Regions from separate parts of the Mus musculus genome. Here regions 2, 3, 4 and 5 are each linked to region 1. A link is a contact called in public ChIA-PET and Hi-C data. All regions are on one chromosome and are shown on one strand. The core of a region is the stretch at or near the end of the contact, and the rest is flanking DNA. Distances in the headings are between cores, read along the strand shown.

Evidence for each region. Hi-C and Micro-C count contacts between places; a contact is called where the count stands out from the background. ChIA-PET counts read pairs in DNA pulled down with a chosen protein or histone mark.
Region 2: a contact with region 1 is called in an RNA polymerase II ChIA-PET map of memory CD8 T cells, with 10 read pairs. The contact joins the promoter of Osbpl11 here to the promoter of Heg1 in region 1. A contact is called at or near these places in 1 of 39 promoter capture datasets (embryonic stem cells), 1 of 484 Hi-C or Micro-C datasets (group 2 innate lymphoid cells) and 3 of 115 datasets of contacts at active chromatin or transcription factors (embryonic stem cells, memory CD8 T cells and pro-B cells).
Region 3: a contact with region 1 is called in an RNA polymerase II ChIA-PET map of memory CD8 T cells, with 86 read pairs. The contact joins the enhancer-like site here to the promoter of Heg1 in region 1. A contact is called at or near these places in 12 of 39 promoter capture datasets (3T3-L1-derived adipocytes, the HPC-7 cell line, embryonic stem cells and 7 more), 3 of 484 Hi-C or Micro-C datasets (bone marrow-derived macrophages, muscle stem cells and regulatory T cells), 13 of 115 datasets of contacts at active chromatin or transcription factors (cardiomyocytes, craniofacial prominence, double positive thymocytes and 10 more) and 3 of 9 other capture datasets (embryonic stem cells, liver and macrophages).
Region 4: a contact with region 1 is called in a Hi-C map of muscle stem cells, with 3 times the contacts expected there. The contact joins the enhancer-like site here to the promoter of Heg1 in region 1. A contact is called at or near these places in 3 of 39 promoter capture datasets (embryonic stem cells, hippocampal neurons and pre-B cells), 1 of 484 Hi-C or Micro-C datasets (muscle stem cells) and 1 of 115 datasets of contacts at active chromatin or transcription factors (large pre-B cells).
Region 5: a contact with region 1 is called in an RNA polymerase II ChIA-PET map of memory CD8 T cells, with 46 read pairs. The contact joins the enhancer-like site here to the promoter of Heg1 in region 1. A contact is called at or near these places in 8 of 39 promoter capture datasets (the 3T3-L1 cell line, frontonasal cranial neural crest, hippocampal neurons and 5 more), 1 of 484 Hi-C or Micro-C datasets (CD4 T cells), 7 of 115 datasets of contacts at active chromatin or transcription factors (embryonic basal ganglia, embryonic hindbrain, forebrain and 4 more) and 1 of 9 other capture datasets (adipose tissue).

What each region holds. Positions count from the first base shown.
Region 1 is chr16:33,681,253-33,686,840 of GRCm38.p6, forward strand. It overlaps Heg1 (heart development protein with EGF-like domains 1), which reads left to right and starts at 3,214. Exons shown (of 15, transcript NM_175256.5): 1 at 3,214-3,603. The coding sequence starts at 3,360.
Region 2 is chr16:33,181,470-33,187,532 of GRCm38.p6, forward strand. It overlaps Osbpl11 (oxysterol binding protein-like 11), which reads left to right and starts at 3,602. Exons shown (of 13, transcript NM_176840.3): 1 at 3,602-4,531. The coding sequence starts at 4,335.
Region 3 is chr16:33,342,949-33,348,743 of GRCm38.p6, forward strand. No RefSeq gene overlaps it. Among named protein-coding and RNA genes, the nearest start is that of 1700007L15Rik, 35 kb to the right of the region's middle. Within about 2 kb of position 1,718, at least 132 of the 459 cell types and tissues checked have an H3K27ac peak or open chromatin away from gene starts, as enhancers often do. A contact at or near this core is called in bone marrow-derived macrophages, double positive thymocytes, effector CD8 T cells and 8 more, where this site is marked.
Region 4 is chr16:33,940,432-33,945,795 of GRCm38.p6, forward strand. It overlaps Itgb5 (integrin beta 5), which reads left to right. Exons shown (of 15, transcript NM_001145884.1): 11 at 59-281; 12 at 3,673-3,773. Among named protein-coding and RNA genes, the nearest start is that of Umps, 24 kb to the right of the region's middle. Within about 2 kb of position 1,525, at least 92 of the 459 cell types and tissues checked have an H3K27ac peak or open chromatin away from gene starts, as enhancers often do. A contact at or near this core is called in hippocampal neurons and muscle stem cells, where this site is marked.
Region 5 is chr16:33,401,485-33,407,208 of GRCm38.p6, forward strand. The region is part of intron 1 of Zfp148 (zinc finger protein 148); the gene reads left to right. Among named protein-coding and RNA genes, the nearest start is that of Zfp148, 24 kb to the left of the region's middle. Within about 2 kb of position 2,672, at least 21 of the 459 cell types and tissues checked have an H3K27ac peak or open chromatin away from gene starts, as enhancers often do. A contact at or near this core is called in memory CD8 T cells and pancreatic cancer cells, where this site is marked.

The DNA of each region.
Region 1 (5,588 bases), core at 1,964-4,463:
TTGACTTCTGTGTTGTGAACAAGGAGGAAATATCATGAGGGTTAAACTGCTGAGTATTGGAGTCTTGTTTGTTACTGCAAACCAAGGCACGAAAGCCTCTGTACAAGCTTTGACTCTGCTTAACTTGAGGAGGCAGAGACACATGATTCCCGCAGCCCACCAACTTCCCTGTCAGCTCCTGTGGTGCACCCTCGCTCCTGCCTCTGTAGCCCTAGCTCCTCCAATTTGACCTGAGCTGTTTTCAGTCTAGATCATCAGACTCCCAAGGCCAGATGAGATCTATGAGGGCATCTTACATATCCTCCCGGTTCTAGAGAGAAGTTCTAACTCATCTGAGATGATCAAGACTCTTGTCTGTATTTCCAGGCTCCTGAAGAAGAAGTGACACTACTGTTAGTACCAAACCCTAAAAGGCAGAGACTGTAGGATTGCTGGGAGCCTTCCTCACACACCTGTCTGCCAGAAAGATCCATTTCCCTTCCCATAAAACTATGTCAGTCCCTAATAGCTGTTATGAATATCAAAGCCCCCACACTAGCTGTGGTGGTTTCAATATGCTTGGCCCAGAGTGGTACTATCAGGAGGTGTGGCCTTGTTGGAGGAAGTGTGTCACTGTGGGTGTGGGCAGTGAGACCCTCCTCCTAACCACATGGGATCAGGTCTTTTCCTAGTGGCCCTCAGATGCAGATGTAGAACTCTCAGCATCATCACTGCCTGGATGCTGGCATGCTCCTGCCTTGAACCTGTAACCCAGCCTCAATGAAATGTTGTCCTTTATAAGAGTTGCCTTGGTCATGGTGTCTGTTCACGCAGTAAAACCCTAACTAAGCACCAGTCTCCTGGTCCTTCTCACCTCTCCCTCTACTATATGACCTCCCACACTGTTCTACCACCCCACCCCCACCCACCCCTCCACCTGTTCTTTATAAAGGATGGATTTTCCTACTTTTGCTTCACTCTCTCATCTTCTCTCCCCACTTTTTTTTCTCTGCTCCCAAGAGCTATCCCTGCCCAGAGCTGATTCTCTTCTTGTACTTTCTGTCCCTGAGAGGCAGCCATGGCTACTTTAGACTTCCTGAGTGCCTCTGGTTATTCTTTCATACTTACAACAAACCTTTCTTTCAGATGCACCCATAAAGTGCTCCAGTCTGATGGTTTCACTGGGCCCTGGCTTATGTGTCCTTAAGGCACCTGCTTTAATAGCCTTGCCCCTGAACCTTAAAACACTGGGATAGAACACTTCTTATCAATCATCTAGGACAATGTGTTTTATAGATGAAATAATTAAGGACTAGGTCACAGTTAAAGAAATCAGGGAAAAAAGATTCTAGGAGCAAGCTGGCAGCTGTTTGCAAGTTCCTGACGCAAGTATAGCCTCCCTGATAATCCCTCTTGCTTTGTCCTAGGAGATGGAAAGGTATTAAGACCCAGCAACATCTTTGCAGCCCTTCATCCACCAGTTAGGCTGGCAGTTCCTCTGGAAGTTCAGGTAGAAGGTAGAAAGACAGATCTGTGATACTTAAAGGGAGGGGCAGGAGGCAGGTGTGATGCCCTTGGGCACCGGAGGCAAAGGCAAGATTCCCAAGCGAGCTTTCTGAATACACACGAGAAGCCCAGACAGGCCTTTAAACCCTTAAGCCTTCCTGTTTGCCTGAAAGCATGTCCTGGCCTTTAACTAGTCCTCCTTTCTGTTCAAGGGAGGAAGCTATGGTGACCAGAACCTCAGAGCACAGTGTACTGAGCTTAGCCAGATGGGACTGGGCTGCTGTGTAGTCCTGCTTGTTAACAGGGGAGCTGTGTCAGGAGGTGGGGCCATGCTTGGATTGTTGTTGTTTGAGAAAGAAAGAGGACTGAGCATTTCATGTGAGACCTGAAAAGTTAGGTTTCATTTGTGGTTCTATAAACCCTAACCCAAACCAATTCTCCACTCTTGGCTCATTTGTCTAAGGTAAACTTGTTTATACGGAGCATCCTTTGTGTCCTGCCAAGTGACTCACTTGTACCGAGTCACCAGAAAATGGGTCTAGGCCCATCTACCGATGCGCTGGACGTTATGATCTGATCGTTCCCCTGGAGGCGGGTCATGGAGGCTTGGAGACAGAGAGAGGCAGAGACATGGGGAAAGAGACAAGCCTGTCTCCTGAACATTTGGTAAACAGACAAAGAACCCTAGCACATCTGAGAGCATCCCAAGGGATCTGTGGTTTTCAGTTTGGATGAGATATTGTCTGAATTATTGACAACTCTAAGCTATGAGGTAAGCACGAAGCCACATGGTCATTCAATGAGAAATCCTTTAGTTGTTGGTTCTCTTAGCAACTCTTAAGCAAGTTATTTCCCCCTATTTTGAGCTGCTCATTCTTTACTTACAAAGAAAAGAGATTTGGGTCTTAAAATCTGGACATTGTATCATTTGTCTCCTAGGAAGGGAGGGAATAGGGACACACACAGAATTTTACTTACCAAGCAAATTTATTGACACTCTGTCTTGGAACATCTCCCCTAAAGGTTTCTTTTTAACTTCTGTGTGGGCTGCTTTTTTTTTTTTTTTTTTTTTTATGTTTAATTTGCAAATTGCTGTCCTTTTCCTGGCTATGGGTTTTCCCTTGCCCCAGACTCGGTTCAGTTTTCTCTTCCCTCTGGCCTCTTTGGGTGTCTCAGCAGTGACATCTTTGAAGAACTATGGTGTAAGCCAAAGATAGCGTGGGAAGGAAATCAGGCTTCTGAGCCTTCAAGAAGATGAGGGTTCCCGCCCTGGCTAAAGCAAATCTTCTCACCAATTCTGGGGACCCAAAAGGGCGGCAGTGGGTTGGGGCCTCTTCAGATCCTTAAGGGCAATGCAGGTCCACGTATGGAACAGGGTCTAGGATTCACTTCTCTGTCTTTTGAAAGCTCTCTGTATACTCACTCACCTGATGTCAATTACACCGCCAGAATCTACTTTTCACAGACCTACTGTGTGGCTAAGGAACTGGGAAAGTGCCCCCCACCCCAATTTCATTTCTCCAAAAGCCAAAGCGATACTCCAGGGTGTGGGCCCTGTAACAAAAGTCGCAGGGGGCTCCATGAGTTCACCCGGGGGTTCCGTGAACTCACCCGGGAGACCGAGACCGCCCCCGCCCTCTTCCTGCCCTCTCCCCGCCCCCGGGCCCCCGCGCGGGGCGGGTGATGTCAACCGAGGAGGAGCCGCCCGCCCCGCGACCCGCCCGGGCTGATTGGCGTGTGGCAGCACCAGGGCTGCCTCCGCCCTCCCGCGGCTCCCACAACTTTTGCGGCTGAGAGCGCGCTCGCACCCCGCTCCGCTCGCCGCCGCCCTCGGCCCGGCGCCCGGCATGTGAGCGCGGGCGGCCGCCGCCACCATGGCCACGCCGCGCGCCCCGCGGTGGCCGCCACCGTCGCTGCTGCTGCTGCTGCTGCTACCGCTGCTGCTGCTGCCGCCCGCTGCCCCCGGGGCGCGGGGCTCCCTTCCCTCCCCGGCCCATCGAACACTCCTCCCGGTCGCGGGACCGCTTTCGCCGCCTGGCGCCGGACATACGGCCCCCGGACCCGGCGTCGCGACCCGGCGGGGACGTTCCGGCCGTGTCCCCAGAGGCGTGAGCGCGGGTGAGTGAGAGTCTCCAGCGAGGGTCAGGGGGCGTGGGCGCTTCGCGGCTGCCCCATCCCGGCCGAGGCTCCGTGGACCCTCGTGGGTGGAACCCTGAGGGTGGCCCAGGACGGAGAAACGCTGTCCCTGGCCACTGGAATATAAAATGTTCACATGCATTCCCTCCCTGTGCTTTGGAAGAAAACTCTCTCCTGGATTAGCCCACACCCTTCTCACTTTTACAAAACGAAGACCCCAAAGAGCCTCTCACCTCGTGGGGAGTGGTAACTTCTGGCTGTTGTCCCTCGGTTTCAGCCCCCAACCCCCAGATTTAGAACTGGTCTCTCCTGGTCTAAAGCCTGACTTTCCAGTATAAGTAAATAACGGATTTCGGAGTTTGGAATGCTTCTAGTACTTAGGACTTCATAAAGGACAAAGAGTGCGCTTTAAAACAAAGCTACCCAGTTAACCTTAGGAGCAGGGTTACTTGGGATGGGGCTGGGGGCGCTGCAAGGTCAAACCCCTGGAAGCCACTGACTGGCTCTGGACTGTCCTGGGCCCTTTCCTCCCCCAGCCAGCTGCTTGCTGTGCAGGCAGGCACTGCCTGTCCTGGTCACAGAATGGGGACTCAGCTCCTGTGCCTGCCTCCTTTGTTTCTAGTTCCTTTTTCTGTTGGAAGAAAATGCCACGGCCTGGGTGGGATTCTAATGTAACCCCCACACGACCTTGGCTGTGTCTCATCTTTGGCTCTCAGTTTCCCCATCTGTGGAATGGAGGGGCCCCATTCCTCCCTGCCTCCAAGTGACAAGAGGTGACAAAATGAAAGTAAAAATAGTAGAAAGTGCTGTGAACCAAACCAGCCTAGGTGATGTTAGCCATTTGTCCTCCCGTAAGAGGCAGAGGGCACACATCGGGCTCTGTTGTTGCCACACTGGGACTGCCAAGATTTTGTCCAGTTTCCACTTCTTGTCTGTCTGTCTGTCTGTCTGTCCATCTTACATGTTTTACAAACTTTCTCCCAACTTGCTCATCCTTAGAACATAGAGGTACTACTTCCTAGAATTGAATAAGAGAAACTTTTCTACCCTCATAAAGCCTCATTTGAACCATAATCTCCCCTCCGCAGACTGCCTTAGCCTTGTGAACTTCTGAGTCACTGGTCCAAGACAGGGAAACTGAGGAAGGGTGAATAAAGGGAGGGAAAGCTGTGCTGAAGGTCTTTACAGACATGCTGTGCAGCCCCAACTTCCATAATCTTGATGACTGATTTTCAGAGAAAGGAATTGAGAACTTTGAAGACATTTACTGTTCTAGATACAGTTGTGTGTAAGGAACTGATAACTCAGATGGCCACCTGGGAACCCAAGGCAGGTGCCACTAACTGGTACTCAGGCTGAAGGCTCCATCTTGTGAGGGGCTATGAAGGGAGCAGGGATGCTGGGCTCCAGCTTGAGGCTGGCACAGGAATCTCCTTCCAATGGCAGAGCCTGTTCCAGGCTCACACAGGTGTGAGTGTAGCATCAGGCTATAGTAGCACCTGAGTTAGGGGAGATAAGGTAAGAATAGGGGCCTTATGAGAGCCGGGCCTTCACAGCCATGGTGCTAGAACTGCTCTGTTCTGTTCGTTTGGGGAAAAGCAGGATAGAGGCAAAGGAAGAACCCAGGAAGGAACAAGAATAATCCAGACTTTCTTTTAAGGTTTCCTGATCTCTATTGCTCTAAGGCCCAGTCTGGGGCAGGGGTGTTTAAAAGGTAAAGTTAGAAGAGGTGCACTCTATGACCTGTTGAAACCTTCGAGAAGTTATCAGTGTGGCCGAAGATCTAAGCACTGCCTCTCAGGTTTCTGTTAGTGCCTCAAACGATGTCACATAGGAAAAGGACACAGCAAACAAGCAGCTACAACACAACAACAATCAGCGACCTCAGGGAGCCGGAGTTTTGTAGCAACCTCTTAAAATTTTCCTGGCCCACTTTGATCTCCTCCCGACTCCCCGCTGGCCATTAC
Region 2 (6,063 bases), core at 2,352-4,851, 500 kb before region 1:
CGTCCCACTGAAGGTTTCAGAAAAGTGCATTCATCTTCTTTATTCAAATCATGGCTTCCCCTCTCCTTGGACACTGAGTGAAGGTCAGATTTAGACCCTAATACACAATAACAAGCAAAAACAAATATCTAGCTGGGCCTGGTGATGCAGGCTGTAATCCCAGCTATGGGGGAATGCCGAGATCAGAAATCACAAGTTCAAGGTTAGCTTTGACAACTTAAGACCCCCAAGGTAAAATAAAAAGAAAAACAGGGCTGAGGGTATAGCCCAGTTGTAAAGCACTTGCTTAGCATGTCTGAGGTCCTGTGCTAGATCCCTAGTATCACAGCACAACAACAACAACAACAACAACAACAACAACAACAACAACAACAAAAGCCCAAATCCATGCAAACAGTTTCTCTCGTTCTGATTCCACAAGGGTCTCTCATTATAACTTATCCTGGTGAGCTTCTTACACAAAACAAAGTAGTGACATTCAAATTGCATTCTTTTAGCCTGGCACTGGCTTTCCCAGTAACTGCATTCCATGGTGGGTCTGGCTACCTGCGGTCATTCTCTGACTCTTGCCACAACAGTCCATGTTACCCTCATGTCAACCCTGGGTTGACGTATTCCTCATCACACCTGCTATGACTCCACTATCATTTATGACCTACTTTTGTATAATTATCTGCTATTAATAACCAGTCTCCCTTTCTCTTTCATTAAAATCAACTCTCTATACACACTTCGAGTTTATTTTCTAACAAACATGGTCCCATGTATCCTGGTCTCGCCTCAGACTCATTATGTGACTGAGGGTAACCTTGAACTTTCGGTTCTCTTGTCTCCACCTCCCAAGTGCTGGCTTTACAGGGGTGCCACTATGCCTCGTTTTTGTGGCGCTAAGGGTAGGTACACTGTAGCTGCCTTTAGACACACCAGAAGAGGGCATCAGATCTTATTACAGATGGTTGTGAGCCACCATGTGGTTGCTGGGATTTGAACTCAGGACCTTCAGAAGAACAGTCAGTGCTCTTACCCTCTGGGTCAATCTCTCCAGCCCACTTAAAACTCTTAATCAGCTCACAGGCCCCTCCCAGTTAAAAATCTCCATGACATTCTACTGGTTAGACCTGCTGCTTGAAGACCCGGTCAGTCTAAGAGGCCAGATATGGTAGGTAGCCTTGGGAAAGTCGGGCCATGCTCCCCTAAAGTCTGTCCTTGAGACAAAAAATTGACAGGTTTCAGCTACGGCTGGAAAACAAATCATGTTTTTCTCCCTGGAAACTGAAAAAAAAAAGTTTATGGTCCTACCTGGTGCCTACTTCTGTGCCAGGAGTCAAGTAGGCTAGGCTGGCTGTCACATGGTGTGGAAAACCCTGCCACCTGCTTAGAGAACTTGGAAACCTCCTTGGTTCTGGGATTTGAAGGTTTTCCTTCAGGACTCCATCATGTGGGAGCTCTCTCTCCTAACACAGTTCTTCCCTTAGCATCCTTGTCTCTCATCCTCTCATTTTAAAAGTTATCTTGTGAGACATCCCTTTATACACGTTTTCCTTCTCTAAGTCAGGTTCTCCACCACATTTCACCGATTATCTGTTTCATTCCCCAAATCCATTTATGTATGTATGTATGTATGTATGTATTTATTTATATTCTCAGTTGTAGGGGTTACTTCCATGTTGTCCAGATGAACATAGTAAAACATGCCTTTTAGACAAGAATTCCCCTACACCCAAGGCTGATAACCAGAACCCAGTGATAGCATTCACTCACCATAACCACCAGACCCAGGACTAGGTAGACAGAGAACTCCATGTGGTTCACTTGACACTATATGAGACCAAGAGCAATGTTCTTTAGTAATAATCCAACTCTGCCTCCTGCTAAAGAGGAGATAGCCTTGAATAGAAGACTCCTCTGCTAACTGAGATATACCATAGGCCTCTGCATTCCACAGAGGCCATCATCCTTAAATCCTTTTCAGGTCACACTTTGAACAATTTAAGAGGAAATAGGAGACTGCAACTCTGGGCAAATGGGACAGTTGCACAGCAAAGTTATCATCAGGATTGTCATGGCTACTCCTGGTTGTCAACTTGACTACCTCTGGAATGAACTACAATTCAGAAATGGAGGGCACACCTGTGATCCAGATCTTGAGGCTGGAAGACAGGTTTTTGACCTGGATCTTGACATGGAGATCTTGAGCCATAGTGGCCATGAAAATCTTAGGCCCAGGCAAGGTACACACACCTTTAATTCTAGGAGACTGAGGTAAGCAAATCTTTGAGTTCAAAGTCAGCCTGGGACAAAGCAAGTTTTAGGTTCAGGTATGGTGGCACACGCCTTTAATCTAAGCCACATCTTCTACTGGAGGCCTACATCAGGACCTTGAAGAAAGAAGGTTCACTCTTCTTCAACTGATTGTACTTACTTGCTAGCAAGTCTGTTGGAATCTATTTCCACAGAAGACCAGCTTATACTAGCCTCACAGGCCTGACTTCCCACTCACAGCTGCCCATTGTTGGGTTAGTTGGACTACAGACTGTAAGTCATTACAATAAATTCCCTTACTATATAGAGACACTCCATATGTTCTATGACTCCAGAGAACCCTAAGACAAGGATTATTTCTTTTTTTTTTTTCCGAGACAGGGTTTCTCTGTGTAGCCCTGGCTGTCCTGGAACTCACTCTGTAGACCAGGCTGGCCTCGAACTCAGAAATCCGCCTGCCTCTGCCTCCCAAGTGCTGGGATTAAAGACGTGTGTCACCACACCCGGCTAAGGATTATTTCTTAAGTACACCAGTGTGGTTCTTTCAAGTAGTTGTTACCCAGGTTAATCATGCCCACCTGGTAGAGGTAAACTTTCCCTGTGCCTAGACAAAGAGTTAATGGCAGGCTGGGCCTTGCAGATGGTTGTGGTCCTGCATTGCCCCTGTGTCTTGTTTTAGGAATGCTCTTTGATGGGTATAATGGCAGGTTGTCTCCTTTTGCTGTGGGAGTGGAGCCTAACTGGAGGTCAAGCTGAGGGGATAAACAGTAAGAGAAACTTCTTCAGAGACCCCAAACTTCAATTATGGTAAAAGTTTTCTTTCTTACAGTTTGTAACAAACGTGGCAATAAACTACTTTTCTTCCAGTGTTATTGGTCCTTTTTAAGTAAGCTTATTAGTAAATCCTTTTTATATCAATCTACTTCAAGTTTCTCCAGCATCACCAAGAGCTCTAATTTCCAAGACAATTTCCTTTTCTTTAAGACGATTTACCTTAGTCCAATATCATGTTGGGTTTTTTGTTGCTCAAAAATGACTGATCAGTTATTTTTCCCCACTTTGTTCTGTAAATTCTTATTTTTTTAGGTTCCCTTAAAAGGCAAGGAATGGGGCTCCCCAAGAGAGTATAGGACCTGTTTAGCAAGACCGTTTCATTCCCTTTTTCTCCCTCCCTCCCGCCTGCTGCCTCTTTCCCCACTGCTTCTTTCAGCTCCTTCTCTCCCTTGAGGCTCCGGTCACCGCCTCCTTTCGGGATCGTCTGCCCCAATCAAAGATGGCGCCGCCGCTTCAATGCTAGCGGAAATGAGCTCACACGACACCGGAAAGGAAGGCGGGGAGAGCTAGCAGGCGGGTGGGTGACCGGCTGTGGGTGGGGCGGCGGCCCGGGCCCTGGCTCTGGCTTTTACGTTTAGGGCTAAGGAAGCTCCAGGGAGCGGTCGGCTCCTGTGAACTCCGTGGGGCTCCAGGGCTAGCGCTCTCGGAGGAGGCCACGGTGAACCCCTCGCCTCCGGCCCAAGCTCAGCGGCCTCGGAGCCCGCGTCCTGCCCGGCGGCGTCTGCCCGACCCTCCGCGGGCTTCGCGCGACCGCTCCGGCTCAGTTCGGGGCTGCGGTGGGAACCGCGGAGCTGGCTGGACAGGGCCCTTTCTCCCGAGGACCCGGCTGAGGAGAAGAAGCGGCGCGGCTGGCCCGACCCCCGAGTCCTGAGGTCAGGCCGTGGGCTCCGGGGCTCCCGGGCCGTGGACCCCGTCCTTGCCCCGCGTTCCCAGGCAGAGGATCCGCGACCTCGCCCGCGCCGCCCGGCTGCTCCTCGGAGTGTGGCACCGAGCCCTCTGGCGGGGTGATTTGTCCTCCTTGTTCTTGCTCGGGAGAGGCATCTATCTGAAGGGTACCCGTGCTCTTTAAAACTTTTAACCAAAGTGGAAATGCGTGTCCTCTTTTTCTGGACCACTGTCGATTTCCACTCTAGCCGAGGTCTGAGATCCCGTTGAGAGTAAAAAAACGAGAGAGAGAAAGGGGGAAAAGTACTTACAAAATAACTCTGCACTTGGTGTCCCTCGCCCGAGAAGGGCAGATGAACTTTGGAGTTAAGATGCAGGGAGGTGAGCCGGCATCGGTGATGAAAGTCTCCGAGAGTGAAGGGAAGCTGGAGGGCTTGGCCACAGCAGTGACCCCGAACAAGAACAGCGGCAACAGCAGCTGTGGGGGTGCCATCAGCAGTAGCAGCAGCAACAGCAGCCGCGGTGGCAGTGCGAAAGGCTGGCAGTACAGGTATGGCCCTCCAAAGTGATGTTCTGGGGTGGCTCGGAGTGTGATGGGGTCTGCATATCCCAGTTGGAAGGCCAATTCCAAAGCGGCTGATGATCTGACTTGGAGATAGAACCCTGCTTTCGTGAGCAGGATTGACTTTCTTCAGAAATTCATTCAACAGGTAATTTTTTGAGGCCCTTTGAGGAATTCAGAAATGTACCCCAGAGTTTTCTCGATTATCCAAGGGCTTATTCTTCCTCTGATTTATCTCTACACTCACTTCTGGTTTTTGCCTCTGTTGTAATCTGTTTACAAGCAAGCCTGAACGTCTCTTAGAGCAGAAACTGTGGAACTCAGCGCTTTGAGAGGCAAATGCTGGTCTTCAAAACTTGTGGAATGATTCGAGTAACAAGAGTCAGAGAAGATCTTATCCTTTGGTTGCTTGTGACTTAGAGAAGGGGAGGGACTTAAATACAGAGGCTGATAAGCAGTAGAGTGTAATCAGGCTACTTGAAAACTCTTGAAATTCTACATTTGTTAGTTTTTTTTTTTTTTTTTTTTGGTTTTTTCGAGACAGGGTTTCTCTGTGTAGCCCTGGCTGTCCTGGAGCTCACTTTGTAGACCAGGCTGGCCTCGAACTCAGAAATCCGCCTGCCTCTGCCTCCCGAGTGCTGGGATCAAAGGCGTGTGCCACCACGCCCGGCCATTTGTTAGTTTTTATTAATGTAAATGAAAAACTTGGAGAAATATCAAAAGCTTCATTTTGGTGCTTTAAAAAATATATGTATAAAGGGTTTGTAAAACAAAAAAATATATGTATATGTATGTATGTGTGTGTGTATATATATATATATATATACATATATATATATATAGTATAGGGAGAGATTACTACCCATAATTCTAAGAATGAATGGAATTAGGGCATCCTATAATGTTGGATCTACACTGATGAATACTGAAATTTTGGGTAACTGCTTGTATGTTTAATTCTAGTTGGTTTTGTTTGTTTGGTTTGGTTTTTGATTGTGTTAAACTCTTTGACTACACTTGTAAGACTTGGAAGGGGTAGGAACCAAGATGTTGTGAAAGCTACATATTTATCATGAGTACTATCCATATGTATGAACTGCGCGTGTGTTACAATATGCAGATGTGGGCTGGGCGTGGTGGTGCTCTCTCTTAATCCTGGAGCATGGGAGACAGGCAGGAGAATCTCTGTGAGTTTTGAGGCAAGCCTCATATCTGCATAGTAAATTCCAGCACAGCTAGGACTATATATCACCCTGTATCACCTAATATGCAAATATATGTCTATGTGAAATATGCAGGCATGAACCTACAGAAGTGAGAAGAGTAGCTAACTTTGTAATTGGCAATGGGGATTGAAGTCAAGTCAGTGTAACTCTCCCCCTTTGTGATTTTTTTCATTTTATTTTTTTATGGGTGTGAATGTTTGCCTGCATGTATGTATGTATGTATGTATGTTTGCATATGTGTGCACTGGCTCTATTGAATCTAGAAGAAGGCATCAGATCCTCTGGACCTGGACT
Region 3 (5,795 bases), core at 468-2,967, 340 kb before region 1:
GATTCCTCATCTCTCCCCTCCTTCAGTTTCGGGACATTACGGGGCAGCTGCATTGTCCCCTGTACCAGTTCTCTTTGGACAACAGCTCTATTCCTACCCTTTGCTGGAGGCCCGGATCTGTTTTTTGAACTGTCAGCCAGGGCACCCGTGCCCCCCTTTACTGTACTGTGTGTCTGCCCTGCTGGGCTCTGGGGTTTGCTGGGCTCTGCCTTTGGACTGCGAGCTGGGTCCAGTACGATGGTTCCCAGATGCTGCTGAGCCGTCTTCCCCTAAGTGTCTATTTTCTTCTGGATGATCGCGTGGTGTGAAACCTCTATGGGTTAGCAAGGTGACCTCTGATCCCTGATGACCTCTGACCCCAGAATTAGACTGATCTGAACTCAACTCCAAGCTGCCCAACTAGGCAGATTCTTTAACTGTCCAAAGTCTCTTAACAAACAATTTACAGGTCTGTTAGGTTTGTGTGTGCACATGCACATTCTGGGTATTAAACCTGCAGAGTCAAGTGCTCTACAACTGGGCTCCAGTACTCAATTCAGCCTCAATTCAGATATTTGAAATAATAGAGGGGACCAGGCTCCCAGGAGGTGTTCACTAAATATGCTGCTTGCTCTACTAACTTATACTCTACTTTTCTTTGCTATGAACTATGGGGAGAAGGGCTGAGGGCTCATTGTTGTTAACACCCTTACCTGTGAGGGAGCTACCTCAGCAGGGTTGTTAGCCGCTAGCCACTAGCCAGGGCAATGACTTAGAAGTATTAGACTTCAGCAATGAGTTTGTGTTGAGCGGCTCCTAGAAATGAATTGATGTGGTCTCAAGATAAAGATGAGCTCATTTCCTTCCCTGGCCATACCACGTGATCAGTCTTGCACCTGCCTCTCCGCGTAACTTAACGTTTTTGGTTTTCTATCGTGCATTCCTGAAAGGTAGACACTCTAAGGGGTCATTGCCCTTTATAGGCTGCTAAAGCCTCATAGCAGACACAGCAGTAGTAGGTAGCTAGCCCCTGTGTCCCTGAAAGCAAGCAAGCCTAGGTCTACAAGATGTCAGGTAGGCTCTTGTCTGCCCCCAAAGGAAAGGCTGAACTTTGTGAATAAAGAGAACCTGGCCCCCGAGTGCTACTGTGGATGAAGTCATGCTCTGCATGAGATACTGCACTCAGATATTACACTGAGGTTGGGAATCTAGTTCTGTTGTGAAGTGTAAGATCAGCACCAGCACACACACAATAAATGCAAATGGAATGGGCATTCTGTATTGGGGTGGGGGGACCACCATAACCGGGATGGGGAGGAACAGCAGTTGGTGGTGACAAATTCTATTCTAGATGAGGGGAAAGGGGACAGTATGAGCAGGGCCAGTGCCCACTTGTAAAACAAACCAGATTTTTGCACAGGGCCAGTTTTAGTAAGCGCAGCAGCTGGAGTCTGAGGCTGGGAGCCATCAAGGGCTGGGGATTGTCTCTCTGCTTCCCTGCTTTAGAAAATGCTCCTGACAGAGGCCTCTGCATCCCACTGTCCTCAGAGAATGGGACTCTGCACACAGCCTGCATTCATTTGCCCTTTGAAGCATCTTCTGAGGCATGGAGCACTGAGTGGCGAAGAAGACACAGACGTATCCGCAGTGAAGTGCCTAAAGTATAACCCAATCTGGGCCAAATGTAGCCCACAGGATCCTAAAAATGAGACACGTGGGCACCTCCAGCCTCTAATTACACAGCGAGGATGACGCAGATTGGCTGCAGCCCGGGTTGAGAGCATACAAAGCCTGCCGCCTCTCTCCTTCTGGGAGGCGGGGATGCAGCTCCTCTGGAAAGGAGAGAACAGGGCAGAGGAAATGTCATTATTGTCAATGTGAACATGTGTGTAACTGTCTACTTACTGGAATTGTTTGTTTGTTTGTTTGTTTGTTTGTTTCTCTGTAAGATTTTAAAGCACTCAAAATGGTCTGTGTTTTATAAAACGAAACCAAAACCAAGTAGCTTCACATTTCTAGACATTAGGGAGAATGCAACTTAACAACATAACATGAGCGAGCCGGGCACACTCTGATCTTGTAGTCTCTGCAATAGGAAGGCTAAGATCAGTGGGCCAGAAGTTCAAGGCCAGTCAAGCTGACTACATGTCTCAAAACTGAGCCAGGCTCTGTGGCACATGCCTGTAATCCCAGCACTAGGGAAGTTAAAGGAATCAGGAATCCTGGGCTATGTGAAGCAGTGTCTCAGGAAGGGGGCGGGGCTGAGGTGACAGACAGCTCAGTAAGGAGCATGAGAACCTGAGTCAACACTCTTGTGAAGTCCAGACACCACAGCCTGTAATCCCAGTCCTGAGGAAGTGGAGAGAAGATCTGTGGGGCTTTCTGGACAGCCAATCTACCTAATCCATTGATGTCCAGACTCAGCTGAGAGACCCTGTCTAAAAGGTAAGATGGAGCTGCTGAGACAGATCAGTGGGTAAACACGCCTGCCTGGAAGGCAGACAAGCCGAGTTCGATCCCTGGAACCCATATAAGGCAGACTCAGGCCTGTGCACAACACAGTCCCCACTAAAATGCCACAGTAGTGGTGGTGACATGTGCCTTTAATCCAGGAACTCAGGGGGCAGAGGCAGGGGGCTGGAGAGGTTGCTCAGTGGTTAGGAGCATTGACTGCTCTCCTGAATGTCCTGAGTTCAAATCCCAGCAACTACACAGTGGCTCACAACCATCTGTAATGAGATCTGACACCCTCTTCTGCTGTGTCTGAAGACAGCTTCAGTGTACTTACATATAATAATAAATAAATCTTTTGCCGGGCAGTGGTGGCGCATGCCTTTAATCCCAGCACTTGGGAGGCAGAGGCAGGTGGATTTCTGAGTTCGAGGCCAGCCTGGTCTACAGAGTGAGTTTCAGGACAGCCAGGGCTATACAGAGAAACCCTGTCTTGAAAAACAAACAAACAAAAAACAGAGGCAGAAACAGGTGGATCTCTGTTGAGTCTGAGGACTGCCTGGTCTACAACTTGAGTTCCAGGTCAGCCAAGGCTACACAGAGAAATCCTGTCTTGAAGGGGAAAAAAAAAATCATTCAATTTGCCATCTAGAATTAAAATTGCTGTCTGATTTTAAAATAAAAAGTAACATTTATTAAGTAAACTTCCCTTTCCAACAAATGGGGACCACTACAGAAAGCCACAACCCCAAATGCAGAGTTGTGGATCTCAGTCCCAGTGGACAACACTCTAACACCTAAGGCTCAGAGAATGACAGAGCAGAAAGGTTGTGAGAGCCAGAAACCCAGGGAGTTTGCTGTGATATTGTGTCTCCTAAAAATGACAGAATCTCTACCCATAAAGTCTCACTAATACGACCACCTCGTCATGAGCTAGACAAGGAAGACACCAATAGACATTGCAAAGTGAACAGGGGTGGGGGTGGGGTGGGGTGGGGAAGCCCACAAGGTCTTGACCCTACACAAAGAAACAGACAACTAAGGAATGCTGACATCAGGAGAGAAAATGTTCCCCAGTAGAAAAGCACACCAGTGAATTACCCAGTACCAAAAGGCCAGCCCTGAAAACGTGTGTCCTGGCTAGTTTCATGTCAACTTGACACAAGCCAGAGTCATCAGGGAGGAGGGAACCGCCAAGAGACAATGCCTCCATAAAAGATGGAGGCAAGCCTTCACAGTGGGTTCTACATTAGTGGATGATAGGGAAGGGCCCAGCCCATTGTGGTGGGGCCAACCCTGGGCTGGTGGTCCTGGGTTCTCTAGGAAAGTACCTGAGCAAGCCACGAAAAGCAAGCCAGTAAGCAGCACCCCTCATGGGCTTCTGCATCAGCTCTGGCCTCCATATGCCTGCTCTGTTTCAGTTTCTGACTTCCTTTAATGATGTGGAAGTGTAAGCCATATAAACCCTTTCCTCCCCAACGTGTGTTTTGGTCATGGTGTTTGTCAAAGCAATAGAAAAGCCCTAAGACAACAGGCATACAAGAAATATTATATAAACTGACCAGGTCTTATTTAGATGTAGATATGTTATGTACTCAATAACAATAGAGACTGAATTTGGAAGAGGGCAAGGAAGGATATCTGAGAGGGTTTGGAGAAAGGAAAGGGAAGGGAGAAGTGATATAACTATATTATGATCTCAAAAAAAAGAATTTTGAAAAAAACATAAAGACAACATTCTGAATCCTTCATTGTCATCAGGGATGTGGATTGACAGAGCAAAGTATAAGCCTGGGGAATGTAAACAGTCTTCCTATCAAAGGGTTAAATAAGACAAAACTCCATTTTAAAAAATGGAAAGAAGTCACTTGGCATCAATTCAAATCTATCCAGGGTCAGCACTTTTTGAAACCAAAATACGTGCTCAAGTTTCATTTCTCCCTGGAGACAGCACCAATCTGTGTTAGCCAATCCTATATGAATGTGCTGCCTAGGTTTCTCTCAGCTTGACGCCAGCTAGAGTCATCCAAGAGGAAGGAGCCTCCATAATGTCGGACTGTGCAGCGCTTAATCATTGAGGCTATCCCTGGGCTGGTGGTCCCAGGTTCTCTAAGAAAGGCTGAGCCATGAGGAGCACGGCAGTAAGCAGCACCCTCCATGGCCTCTGCATCAGCCCCCGCCTCCAGGTTTCTGCCCTGCTTGAGGTCCTGTCCTGACTTCCTTCAGTGTTGAACCATGATGTGAAAGCATAAGATAAGTGAATTCTTTCCTCCCTAAGTTGATTTTGGTCATGGTGTTTCTTCATAGCAATGGCAACCCTAATTGTGTTTGCTTGCTTGATTTAGCGTGGCTCCACACCCTTCTGCAGAAGCAAAGCTTTTTGCCTTACTGAAATACTTTGAATACTTCTGGAGACCTCAGACCTGTTTCTTACAATAGTCACTTGGGAAACAATCTGGCAATTTTATTTTATTTTTTTATAAAGCTGACCATCCCTTAATAAAGGACTTAGCAGTCCTATTCCTATTGAGTAACTGAAGAGTTCATCAACTGTAAATCAATCCAGGAGCAATCCATGAAATGCTCTTCAGATATAAAAGAGCAGAGCTACTGCCACAAGCGAAGAAAGCCATGGAGGAGACTAAACTTGTAAGAGAAGTCGGATCCAAAGGGCTGCACGCTTAGCTGGAGTGGTGGCAGGGCCTGTAATTCCAGAATTTGACCAAAGAAGGGTGAGTTCAAGTCCATCCTGGGCTACATAGGGAAACTACTGCAAAAACAAGAACCAACCAAAAAAAGCTTGTTCTAGGATCCTGCTCACATGCTGCCTTTCAAAACCCGCAGGGACAGGAAGCCATCAGTGGCTGCCTGTGACTGGGGGTTTCGTTTTTGGTGAGACTCAAACCCAGGGCTTCGCACACCCTGGGCATCTGTGCTACTGTTGAGCTACATCCCCGGCTTCGATGAGGATGTTCTGCAAGGGTAATCTGGTGATGCTAATCTGTTATACAACTGTATACATTTGTCAGAGCTCAATGAAAGAATTTTACTTAAAAAGATGAATGACGCCTGGTATTGATGGCCCACACCTTAATCCAAGCACTCGGGAGGCAGAGGCAGGGGAATCTCTGAGTTCAAGGTCAACTTGTTTTACAGAGCGAGTTCCAGGACAGCCAATACAGAGAAACTCTGTCTTTAAAAAGTGTTATCCTCTATACATTAAATATCATACATCAATTTTTTTTTTTTTTTTTTTTTTTTTTTTGGTTTTTCGAGACAGGGTTTCTCTGTGTAGCCCTGGCTGTCCTGAAACTCACTCTGTAGACCAGGCTGGCCTCGAACTCAGAAATCCGCCTGCCTCTGCC
Region 4 (5,364 bases), core at 275-2,774, 260 kb after region 1:
TGTCTATCATATTGAAAGACCATCAGGTCCTGACTGATGCATGTTTGTGTCCTTTCAGGCCATGGAGAGTGTCACTGTGGAGAATGCAAATGCCACGCAGGTTACATTGGGGACAATTGTAACTGCTCAACAGACGTCAGCACATGCAGGGCCAAGGATGGGCAGATCTGCAGTGACCGAGGCCGTTGTGTCTGTGGGCAGTGCCAGTGCACAGAGCCTGGAGCCTTTGGGGAGACGTGTGAGAAGTGCCCAACCTGCCCGGATGCTTGCAGCTCTAAGAGGTAAGGGCCTGCTCTTCCACCCTCAAGCCCAGGTCTGTCTTTCATCAGGCAGCCCTCCCTAGACAGCCTCTTGTGCTTGCTGCCTAGCCTCTCCCAGTTATATACAGCCTGACTGCCGAACAGAACTTGTACTAACATTCGCCAAAGCACTAGCTATGAAATGTTGTCATTTGGTGGTTGTGGGGAGGAAGAGAGGATCGGCAAAGTTAAAATAGTCCACCAAAAAGGGACATCACTGATCCAGTCTGAGCAAGTTTAGAGATTTTGGAGTGACAGCAGGGAATGAGACAGACCTGGTGCTGGGTCCAGATGAAACAGCACCTTCAGAGCCTTGAACATGCTATAGCTTGCTCAAAAAAAAGGGGGGGGGGGGAATGTGGTGTGCATCCTTCTCCGAGTGACTACGGTCCTCCACAGAGCATCTCCCAAACAATGCTTCATAGATCAGGCCTGTGGGAACTGCGGCATTAAACAGACTGTAATCAAAAGGCAAATAGGATGGAAAGGAGCCGACCTAGATAGGGATGCCTCTAGCGAGCGTGGGGGCTTTGGATTTTTCTGCTCTATTTATACTGATAATAGAGCGGGACGGATGTAGAGGTTGTCTGGGCTACAGACACTTTGGCTCAGCGCTGGGCCGGGTCACACAGCCTGATGACTGTCCTCCGCTTTGGAGTGCAACAAAGGTCAGTTGTAAGAGTCAAGCCACAGTGATGCCTGGAGCACAGGCATGCCTGCTGTTGGCTGTCAGAACTTGCTGGATAACAGCTGTGTCATCATTGGAGCTGAGGAGCCAGGCAGGCAGCGGGGGAAGTCAGGCACCAAGCAGAAACAAGTGGCCATACAGGCAGTGTTACTCCTTGGCGGAGGAGCACAAGTGTGTGATTTTCTTTTGGCAGATTTCCCCCTGCAAATGTCTGGCCAGGCTGATAATGAAGTGAGCCGATGCGCGCAGAGCCTGCAGTTGTGGCTGGTCAGCTGTGCTTTTGAGCACTCTGAATGGCCTGACCCTCCCTGGCCATGTGCCACAGAAAACCCTGGGCTCGGGCAGCAGAACCTACCTTCAGATCGAGAGACAAGATAGGCAGGGAGTGGCCAGGCACCATGCCTGTGTGACTGGAATCACAGCCCTAGTCAGCAGGTTGTGGCCAAGGGTCTTCCCCACCCCCAAGGGTCTCCAGCCCCCAAGGCTTCCAGCCAGTGTTGCTCCCTTCTGCTGCTCAGGGCACATGAGGCTCATGCGAGTGAGCGGAGCTAGGGGAGCACACTGGAGTCAGTAAGAGAGGAAGCCTCCCCTACCTTCCTGTGGGGTTGTCTTGGGCAGTTAAAAGGCCTCAGGGAAAGGCAAGCGTTAGGAAGGCCCAGAGATAGGGACTGGCCCTTCTCATCTATCCCTGGACCACACTGACCTCTCTCTCATGGTCTAATGTAAACTTGTTTCTTTTTCCTCTTCCTTCTCTTTCTCTTTACCTACCTTCCTCCCTCCCTCCCCTTTTTTCCTAAGTTCTTTTGACCATGGAATCTTAGGCCATTTTCCTACTGTTTTCTGAGAGGTTTTGACCACTTTCTTTGGTCGTTCATCCCTCAAGTTCTAGAACTAACCAAACACACCCTTCACTTCGGTGAGGTCACACCCGGCTCCAGCTGATTTTAGTTAACATGCCTTGAACAAAAATCTCTGTGAGCGAGCGGAGCGGCTTTTTGTGTAAAGGGTCAGACGTGCTTGCCTATGTAACTACAGTGCGTTCTCAGCTTTCCCCCAGCACAGGGGGCTCAGCTCTAGGCTGCTGTATCCATGTGGGTTGGTGGAGGGTGTCCTAGAGGTGACCTGGAGTTGTGATGCAGCAGCGTGTCTGAGGGAAGCTGTGGATTCCAGCCAGCCGGAAGCAGGCATCCTGTGTCAATCGGAAGGTCCAGCAAGCATGAATGACCAGAGATGGGACCACCCCTTCCTGGCCGCTGGCCAAGCCTGCCTACCCTGAGGGGAGGGGCGGGGGGAGAAGGGACCATACAAGATGGGAGATAGTTATGAGCCGTACTGCCTAGCTGCAACTCTATGGAGTATCTGCGTAAGATCAGCCCAGGAGAGGAGGATTTGCCACCAGCTCTGGAACAGCTAGACTCCTAAGCATATCAGTGTCCTCTTGAGAAAGTCGTGGCCCTCTCTCTTCATGATCTACCCACTGTCCAGTCCTTGTTGGTGTCCAGAAGGTGGTTCAGAGCATGTCTGGGAGGCAAGACTCCAGGAGGGGCCCTGATCTGCTTCTCCTAGGCCTTTCCTCTGGAAAGTAGCTCTACTGTGATGGCGCTCCCTCCTGCCCCGAGGTCAAGGTGCCCAGCTCCTGTTTTGATCCCCCATCGGTTTTGTGGGGATACCCATCACTTTAGTGTTAGGGTACCTTCCCTGCTTAACCCCCTCTCATGTCTTTAGACCTCTGAGTGCCACTTTCCCAGAGTCCCCTGTGTTGCTTGACACTACTAACTCTGCCCTGAAGTTTGCTTGTCCCACGGCACAACCCTGGTCTTCCCAAGGAGGCAGGGACCTTTTCTCTCTTACAGATTTTTTTGGGGGGAGGGGGTGAGACAGGGTTTCTCTGTGTAGTCCTGGCTGTCCTGGAACTCACTCTGTAGACCAGGCTGGCCTCGAACTCAGAAATCCACCTGCCTCTGCCTCCCAAATGCTGGGATTAAAAGCGTGCGCCGCCACCACCCGGTTTCTTACAGATTTTAACAGCAGCTTTGGTGGTTTCTTTTTGTTTCCTTGTGTTTCCTAGAGAAGGTCTCTGTTATAAGATGTACCAGCTTTAGTGTAGACTATCACCACATAAGTGGCCAGTGTGCCCTGAAGGACACTGACAGGTGAACTCTGTGTGCGGATGGGGTTGGAGCCCAGGGTACCCAGACACTGGCATCAGGTTCTTCCCAGCACCAGAACTGCCAGGAAGCCCCACCCTAGAGGTCAGCTCTTAGGGTTGCAGTTGGGCCCAGGCATTGCGGCTCACTGAGCCTTGTCCAGAGACTGACAGATGGGGATCCTGAAGTAACACAGGGCTTCAAACACTGGACCCATGAGTGCAGAGGCTCCTCCATGGGCCAGGAGTAACTTTTATGCCCTGGAAACCTCTTCCACAGAGCTGACTCCTCGGCCAGTTCACTGTAGTAGGGTGCAGATGGATTTGGCTTGGTTCCTGCTGTCAGCATTGGGAATGTCTGCAGGTGGCAAATTGACCAGTATACCAGATACATCTCTAAGCTCTGAGACCCTAGAGCTTCCTTTTAACACCAGCATGATGTCACGGGCATCATGCCCCCATAGTCAGACTTACAGAGTACAGCTGAGCCTTTGGGACCACGTACAGCGGCTAACGACGACCACCTTGATTTTTCTCAGAGACTGTGTCGAATGCTTGCTACTTCACCAGGGGAAACCTGACAACCAGACCTGCCACCACCAGTGCAAAGATGAGGTGATCACGTGGGTAGACACCATCGGTGAGTGCCCTGCAGAACTATGGACAGCTGTCTCTCTGGATCTTGTCAGGCATCTAGGATTTTTTTCCTTCCCTAGGGAGTGAATGGTCTCAGCCTTGAGTTTAGCCTGGTGTAGCTTCCTTGGCACGATTGCTGGCTCCCCAAGGGGACCCTGGGGTGAGGCGCTTGCATGTTATTGGCAGGACTCTTAGTTTGGAGGCTGCCCAAAAGGCTGCCCATAGAATCAGCACACAGCCATGACCTGAAGATTTGGGGCTGGTTTTTATGTAAATGATTATGGTGTTGATTGTAATGGTCATTAACTGATGAATGGTAAAGCAAATGTATCATATGTATCCATAATGGGATATTATCTTACCACAAAACAACGAGGCAGAGCACTGGTATTATAATGTGTACGAGCCTCCAAAATATTGGGCTAAGTAAAGAAGCTAGGGAGAAAAAGAACATAGATATTAAACAATGTCTACAGTAGGCAATGCCAATTGAGAAAGACTAGGAAGAGGGGACGTGAGATTGAATGGAGACAGCAGATGGAGACATTTTTGGGTGGTGGTACAACATTGTGAGTTTCCTAAATTGGCCACATTTTGAAATGATTAAGCAGTTCCTAAGGGACTGCATATCTGAAGAGAGAAATTTCAACCAAGGCTCGCCAGTACTAGCAGACTTGCCCTCTGCCATGACCCCCAGCTGCTGTAAACTCCCGGCCCTGGCTTTGTCTGCCTCGGTCCTGGAGTCTCTCTTTATAGATTCTTGCTTCCTCTTCCCTGGTTTTGATGGACTGCTTGGCCCGGTCACATAGCATTGATGTCTGCTGAGTCTGTTTATCTCACGAACATTCAGTGAGCGTTTACCATGTGGCCAGCCTCCTGCCAGACTCTGGGGAGTTGGGAATTCTTTGCAGCCCCTCACATCCCAGCCTTTTGCTCTTTCCATGGCTTGCTCTCCAGGGCCTTGGCTGAGCTCTTTTTTCATGAAGCACATGTAGTGAGGAAAGAAGGGTTCCCTTCCCACCTCCCACAAACAAGCCTGTCCTATGTGGGACAGCTTCTTCCTACCAGACCCACCACGAGGTATCTGCAGAGAAGTATGCGTCTAAGTTACCGTCTGCCCCTAGACAGGCTTTCCTTCTTTCCTTATTTATTTACTTGTTTGTTTGCTTGCTTCTTTACTTATTTTCAAGGCAAGGTCTCACTATGGGAGTCCTGGCTGACCTGGAAGTCACTATGTAGACTGAGCTGGCCTCCAGCTCACAGAGACCCACCCGTCTCTGCCTCATGGGTGCCAGGATTAAAGCTGTGCACCACCATGCCCAGCCTTATTATTTTGTTCCTATTTTTATATTTTTCTCACTATATATCCCACTTCAAAGTTTCTGTCCTCCTGTCTCAGACTCCCAAGTACTGGGATTATAATTGGGTGCCGTGGCATCCAGTTCTTCCTTGTGCTTTTAAAAATACGCTCTCACTAAGTCTGAGGGGGACTGAGAAAACAGTTGGGCCATCATGTTTGGGAACCACGCCAGGTGTCCATCTACTTCCTAGCTGAAGCGCCTGTTGAAAAGATAGGAAAGGAAACACATTTAGTG
Region 5 (5,724 bases), core at 1,422-3,921, 280 kb before region 1:
TTTAACTGGGTGGATGTGTTTTTCATGTGGATATTTTCAGTGGTTACAAGTAACTTGAAAGCTTAGCCTTTTCAGAAATGCCAAGGAGAAAAGGAATTATGTTAATAGTAATCTCAGTTAAAAACCTTCCTGCCTGGCCATTACACAGGGCCGTGGTGCTAGAACTCAGGGGGCTTGAGCAGGAGGATCACCACTTCTAGGTAAGTGTAGGCTTGATAGCCAGACTGTCTCCAAACAAGAAAAACAGGAAAACCTTTGGCCCTCCTTATGGGGGATGCTTAACAAGGCACAGATAGAAATGTTTATGACTCTCTCCCACAGCTTTGAACAATACCAAGTTTAAATTTTATATGTGTATGGGCGTTTTGCCTGCATGAATGTGTACCAGAGGCCAGGGTGTCAGACCCTCTGGAACTGGAGTTATAGCTGATTGCGAGCTGCCATGTGGGTGTTGGGGATTGAACCTGGGTCTTCTGGTAGAGCGGCAGCTGTTCTTACCTGTGGAACCATGTCTCCACTCTCTCTCCAACAACTTGATGTGCTCTTAAACTATTTGGTTAGTGGCCTTTTTGTTTTGTTTTGGAGATTGGGTTTCTCTGTAGCCTTGGCTGTTCTGGAACTTGCTGTGTAGACCAGGCTGATCTCAACTCTGCCTCCTTAGTGCTGGGGTTTAAGACCTGTGTCACCACTGCCTAGCTATATTTTAATTTGCTTACTTTATTGGAAAAATTATTTTGGAATTTTAGGAGTGGAGTTGGATGTAACATAAATTGGATGTATACATATTATATTCATATATAATATATGTTATATATCTTGTATGTTATATATGTAGTATACATTGTATTATATATACATAATATGTTATGCCTCATGTAATATGTATATTATATGTAATAAAGGTATTATATGGTTTAATATATTACACATATTAAATATTTAATATATTATTATTATTTTAATTTTTAATTTTTAAGACAGGGGTTTCTTTGTGTAGCCTTGACTGTCCTGGAACTAACTCAGTAGACCAGATTGGCCTTGAACTCAGAGAGATCCTCTTGCCTCTACCTCCCAAGGGTGGATTAAAAGGTATGTGCCACCAATGTCTGGCTCATAAATTGTATATTTAGTGAATTGTTTTCATATTATGTAAGCAGTGTATTGTTAGAGGAAGAAGTATCAATAGGCTTCTCTTTATGTTAAATCCTCTCCATGGTGATGCTGTTTAAAAATACTCTCAACCAAATCAAACCAAATCAAACCAAACCAAACCAAACCAAATCAAACCAAACCAAACCAAACCAAACCAAACCAAACACACTTACACGCACGCACAGAGAGTAAAAGGGCAAAATACAAGTTATTAGCTAAGCCTGCTGAAAATCATTTTGTATTTCTTTATTTTTAAAGTTTAATTATTGTGTAAATGTACATGATGTGTGTGTGGGGTCTGAGGACAGCTTTGTGGAGTCAGTCCTCTCCTGCCTGGTTAGAAGGGGTTGAGTTTAGGCTGTTGGGGTTTACAGGAAATGCCTTTACCCACTGAGCCCAGAAATCATTCTATAGAATCACGTTGATTTTTCAGAATTGAAATGCATGTTAGCAAAGAAAAACAAGAGAAACTCTTGTTAATACTTTGGTTTATAGATGAAATGGCTTTCTTACATTTTTATTAATGTTGTAGACAAATTTAAATAGAGGAAAGAAAGCAAAGTCTTAGAAACTCTACAATTAGCAGTTGTTGGCCATTCTTGTTTCATCTAGACTTCCACCTATTCTGTTTCCTGCCTCTTCCTTATGTATTTCTTTAAGATTTTCTTTACTTGTGTGCATATGTGCATCTTGGGAGTATGTGCACATGCTTGTGTGTGAGCAGAGGCTGGAAGACTGTGTCAGACCCTTTAGAGCTGGAGTTGGCAGGCATTTGTGTTATTACATAGATGCTGGGATCTGAACTCCAGCTCTCGTGGGCTTTGTAGCAAACACTTAACTGCTGACTCATCTCCTACCTTTCCTCTCAGTATTTTGTTTATTTACTTGAAAGAGAAGAGGGTAGAGGGAGAGAATGTATGTGTGTGTATATCTGTCTGTCTATGTCCATGCGTGCATGCACCCATTGCCCTGGCTTACCTGTTGAGGTCAAATGACAGCTTGTAGGAGTTCAATCTTGCCCTCTACCTACCATGTGGGTTCCGAGGAGCAAAGTCTCAGGCCCCTAGGGTTGGCAGCAAGTGCATTTTACTTGCCAAACCTGCTGGCCCCACAACTCTTGCTATTTTTAGGATAACTTTATTTTGAAAAAATTATAGGAAGTGGCTATGCAACAGGGTGTGGTGGTTCACACCTGTAATTCCAGCCGGCAGGAAAACAAACATATTTCTCTGACTTTGAGGGCAGCCTCGTTTATATAGTAATATCCAGGCCAGGTAGGGCTACAAAATCAGACTCTGTCTCAAAAATAAAACAAAACCAGAAAGACTGCTGTGCTTCCTTCATGATGTAAGTTACCAAACCCAGAAATCGACAGTGGGACTTTCCCCTTAATAAGAATACTAAGTTTGTAGTTTTATTTGTTTGTTTAAAATTTTTTTAGACCTACACTGCTTGTGTATGTATAATTTTGTGCCGTTTTTTCTCATGTAGAAAGGTATGTAGTCACTACATTGAAGATATAAAACTTGAGTCACAACAAAGGCCACCCCTCTTGCCACACCCTAAGATTGTCCCTTCACAATGTGGCTCCCTGACTCCTGGCATCCTGCCCCCCTAGCTCTGTGGGTTCCATTTCCTTGGTATGTAGTGTAAGTTAAAGAAAGACACTTGGTGTAACCTTTCCCCAGTGAGAGCTTGTTTGTGGTGTATGTGTGTGTGTGTCCGTGCTGAGGCCAGAGGGAGGACTAGCATTCTTGTTGCTCTTTGTCCCATTTCAGTGAGACAGGGTCTCCTGCTGAACCTGCAGCAAGGCTAGCGGCCTGCAGTCCTTTCTTCACCCCTCACAGGGCCCGGATTACAGAACACCTGGCTTTTTATGTGAACTCTGGAGATTTGAACTCAGGTCTTTGTGTTTACAGAGCCAGTGCCCTTATCTACTGAGCCATCCCTGAGCCCTGAGGGATGTTTAGTGTTTTCCATTGTAAACCAAGGGCTAGTGCAAATTTGTACAGGCAATATGAGGATTTTCTTAAAAAAAGATTTATTTATTATATGTAAGTACACTGTAGCTGTCTTCAAACACATCAGAAGAGGGAGTCAGATCTCGTTAAGGATGGTTGTGAGCCACCATGTGGTTGCTGGGATTTGAATTCAGGACCTTTGGAAGAGCAGTCAGTGCTCTTAACCGCTGAGCCATCTCCCCAGCCCCCAAAATATGAGGATTTTATGTAAATAAAAGCTCCCCCCTTTTCTGAAATAGGTGTTCAATGGCAAAATTGCTGAGTTGTGTGCTAAGTGTGTATTTAGTTACTTGCTGTGATGGCTAATGGTTTTAATCATCTTTTTATGTTTTTATTCTCTTCAGATTTTTTGTGTGTGTGTGTGTGAAATGCTTGATATCTTTTGTTGCATCAGGATAATTTGCTTATTTGCTATTGAGTTTTGAGAATTCTTTATAGAATAGTTTCTACTTAAGACCTTTTGTTTGTTTTGTTTTTGTTTTTGGAGACTGGGTTTCTCTATGTAGCCCTGGAACTTATAGACCAAGCTGACCTTGAACTCTTAGAGACTCACCTGAACGCCTGGCTTAAAGGTGCAAGTCACCACCTGTCTATTTAAGACTTTTGTTAGATGAGCTTTACGGATACTTTCTTTAAGTCTATAAGCAGAGTAGACTGCTTTTAAAAATGATCTTAGAAATGTCATCTTGACAAGGTCTTTAATTTGGGTATCAGATCTGATTTATTTTCATTCATGGAGGGTAGCACACCTCTGGTGCCAAGGTCTGTAGTCCTTTGCTTCAGTTCTCAAGAAGTTCTTTGTATCATATTTAAATTCATGATCCCTTCTGACTTTGAGACATGGTTGTATGGCTTAGAGGTTGGTTTTGTTTGGCTTCTAGGTGTCTAGTCACAACACCTTAGTTCCTCAGTTATCCTTTCTCAGTCGAACTGTTTTTGCTTCTTTGTCAAAATCTGTTGCAATGTGTGTGTTCATGTTGGAGCTCTGATCTGCTCAGTGATCTGTGTGTCCTCTGTCTTCAGGACCTTGCTTACGGTGTGCTCCTGAAGGCTGGCAGGGCTCCTGGTACTTTGTTCTGGGTCAAGACTATTGCAGCTTCTCTGGCACTTTTGCCTTTTCATATAAAGTTTAGAATTTCATAATATGTGTGAACAATACCTCGACAAGAGCTTGGTAGGAATTCATTAAGCTCGGTTTAGCATAGATTGCTTTATTATGTAGACTTTTAATCCGTGACCAGGAGCTTTATAGAAATTTTACCAAGTTTGTGGTTCAGTTTGGGATGAATTTACTTTTTTATGTAGACTTTCTTTTTTGTTTTTGTTTTGTTGTTGTTGTTTGTTTGTTTGTTTTTGAGACAGGACTTTGATATTTGGCCCTGGCTGGCCAGGAACTTAATCAGTAGATCTGCCTGCCTTTGCCTCTGGGGGTGGGCTGGAATTAATGGACTGCATCACCACTGCCCTAGCCTATTATGTTAGCGATTCCTGGTTATTTAGATCTATCATTTTTGAAACACATTCTAAGAACCATTGAGTTTTCCTTAAACATATTTGAAGTATTTTTAACATACCATTTAATTCATATACTATAAACAGAGTGATAAAGTTTTTAGAATAACACAGAGCTATGTGGCCATCACTGTAATCAAGTTTAGAATATGTAGCATATAAAATATTTAGAATATTTTCACTATCTTAAAAAGAAACCACCCTTATTTCTGCTTCCTCTTAGTGCCTGGAAATCTACTTCTAGGAGTTTGTCTGTTTTGAACATTATCTATCTATCTATCTATCTATCTATCTATCTATCTATCTATCTATCTAAAATCTACTTCTAGGAGTTTGTTTTGAACATTATCTATCTATCTATCTATCTATCTATCTATCTATCTATCTATCTATCCATCCATCCATCCATCCATCCATCCATCCATCCATCTATCTATCTAGAAGTTGCTGTTACTCTTTCTGCTTCTAGGGATTTGTCTGCCTTGAACATTCTGTCTGTCTGTCTGTTTCTCTCTCTCTCTCTCTCTCTCTCTCTGTAGTCCTGGCTGTCCTGGAACTCACTCTGTAGGCCAGGCTGCACTCAAACTAAGAGATCTTCTGCCTCTCTAGTGCTGGGATTAAAGGCGTGCCACCACTGCCTGGTTGTTTTGAACATTTTAATGGAATCATAAAGTGAATGGATTTCTGTGCCCTGTTTATTATGCTCTTACATGATGTAGGAAATGTCATTAGTTGATTCATTTTTAATGGGTTAGTAGTAACCTATATGAACATACATTTTGTCTATTATCTGATCAGCACTTGGGTTGTTTAGACTTAGGTATTATGAATAATTCTATTTTGAATATATGTGCCTTTTTTTTTTAAGTCTATATCCATTTTTTAAAGTAATTTTTTTTCTTTTTGTGTATGCTGTGTGTGTATGTGCATATTTCATGCTAGTGGGCACATTTGTGGGCTTAGACTCAAGGTTAATATCTGGGATTTTTCTGATTATTCTTCCACCGTAATGTTTGAGGCAAGTTCTCTTAGTCAGATC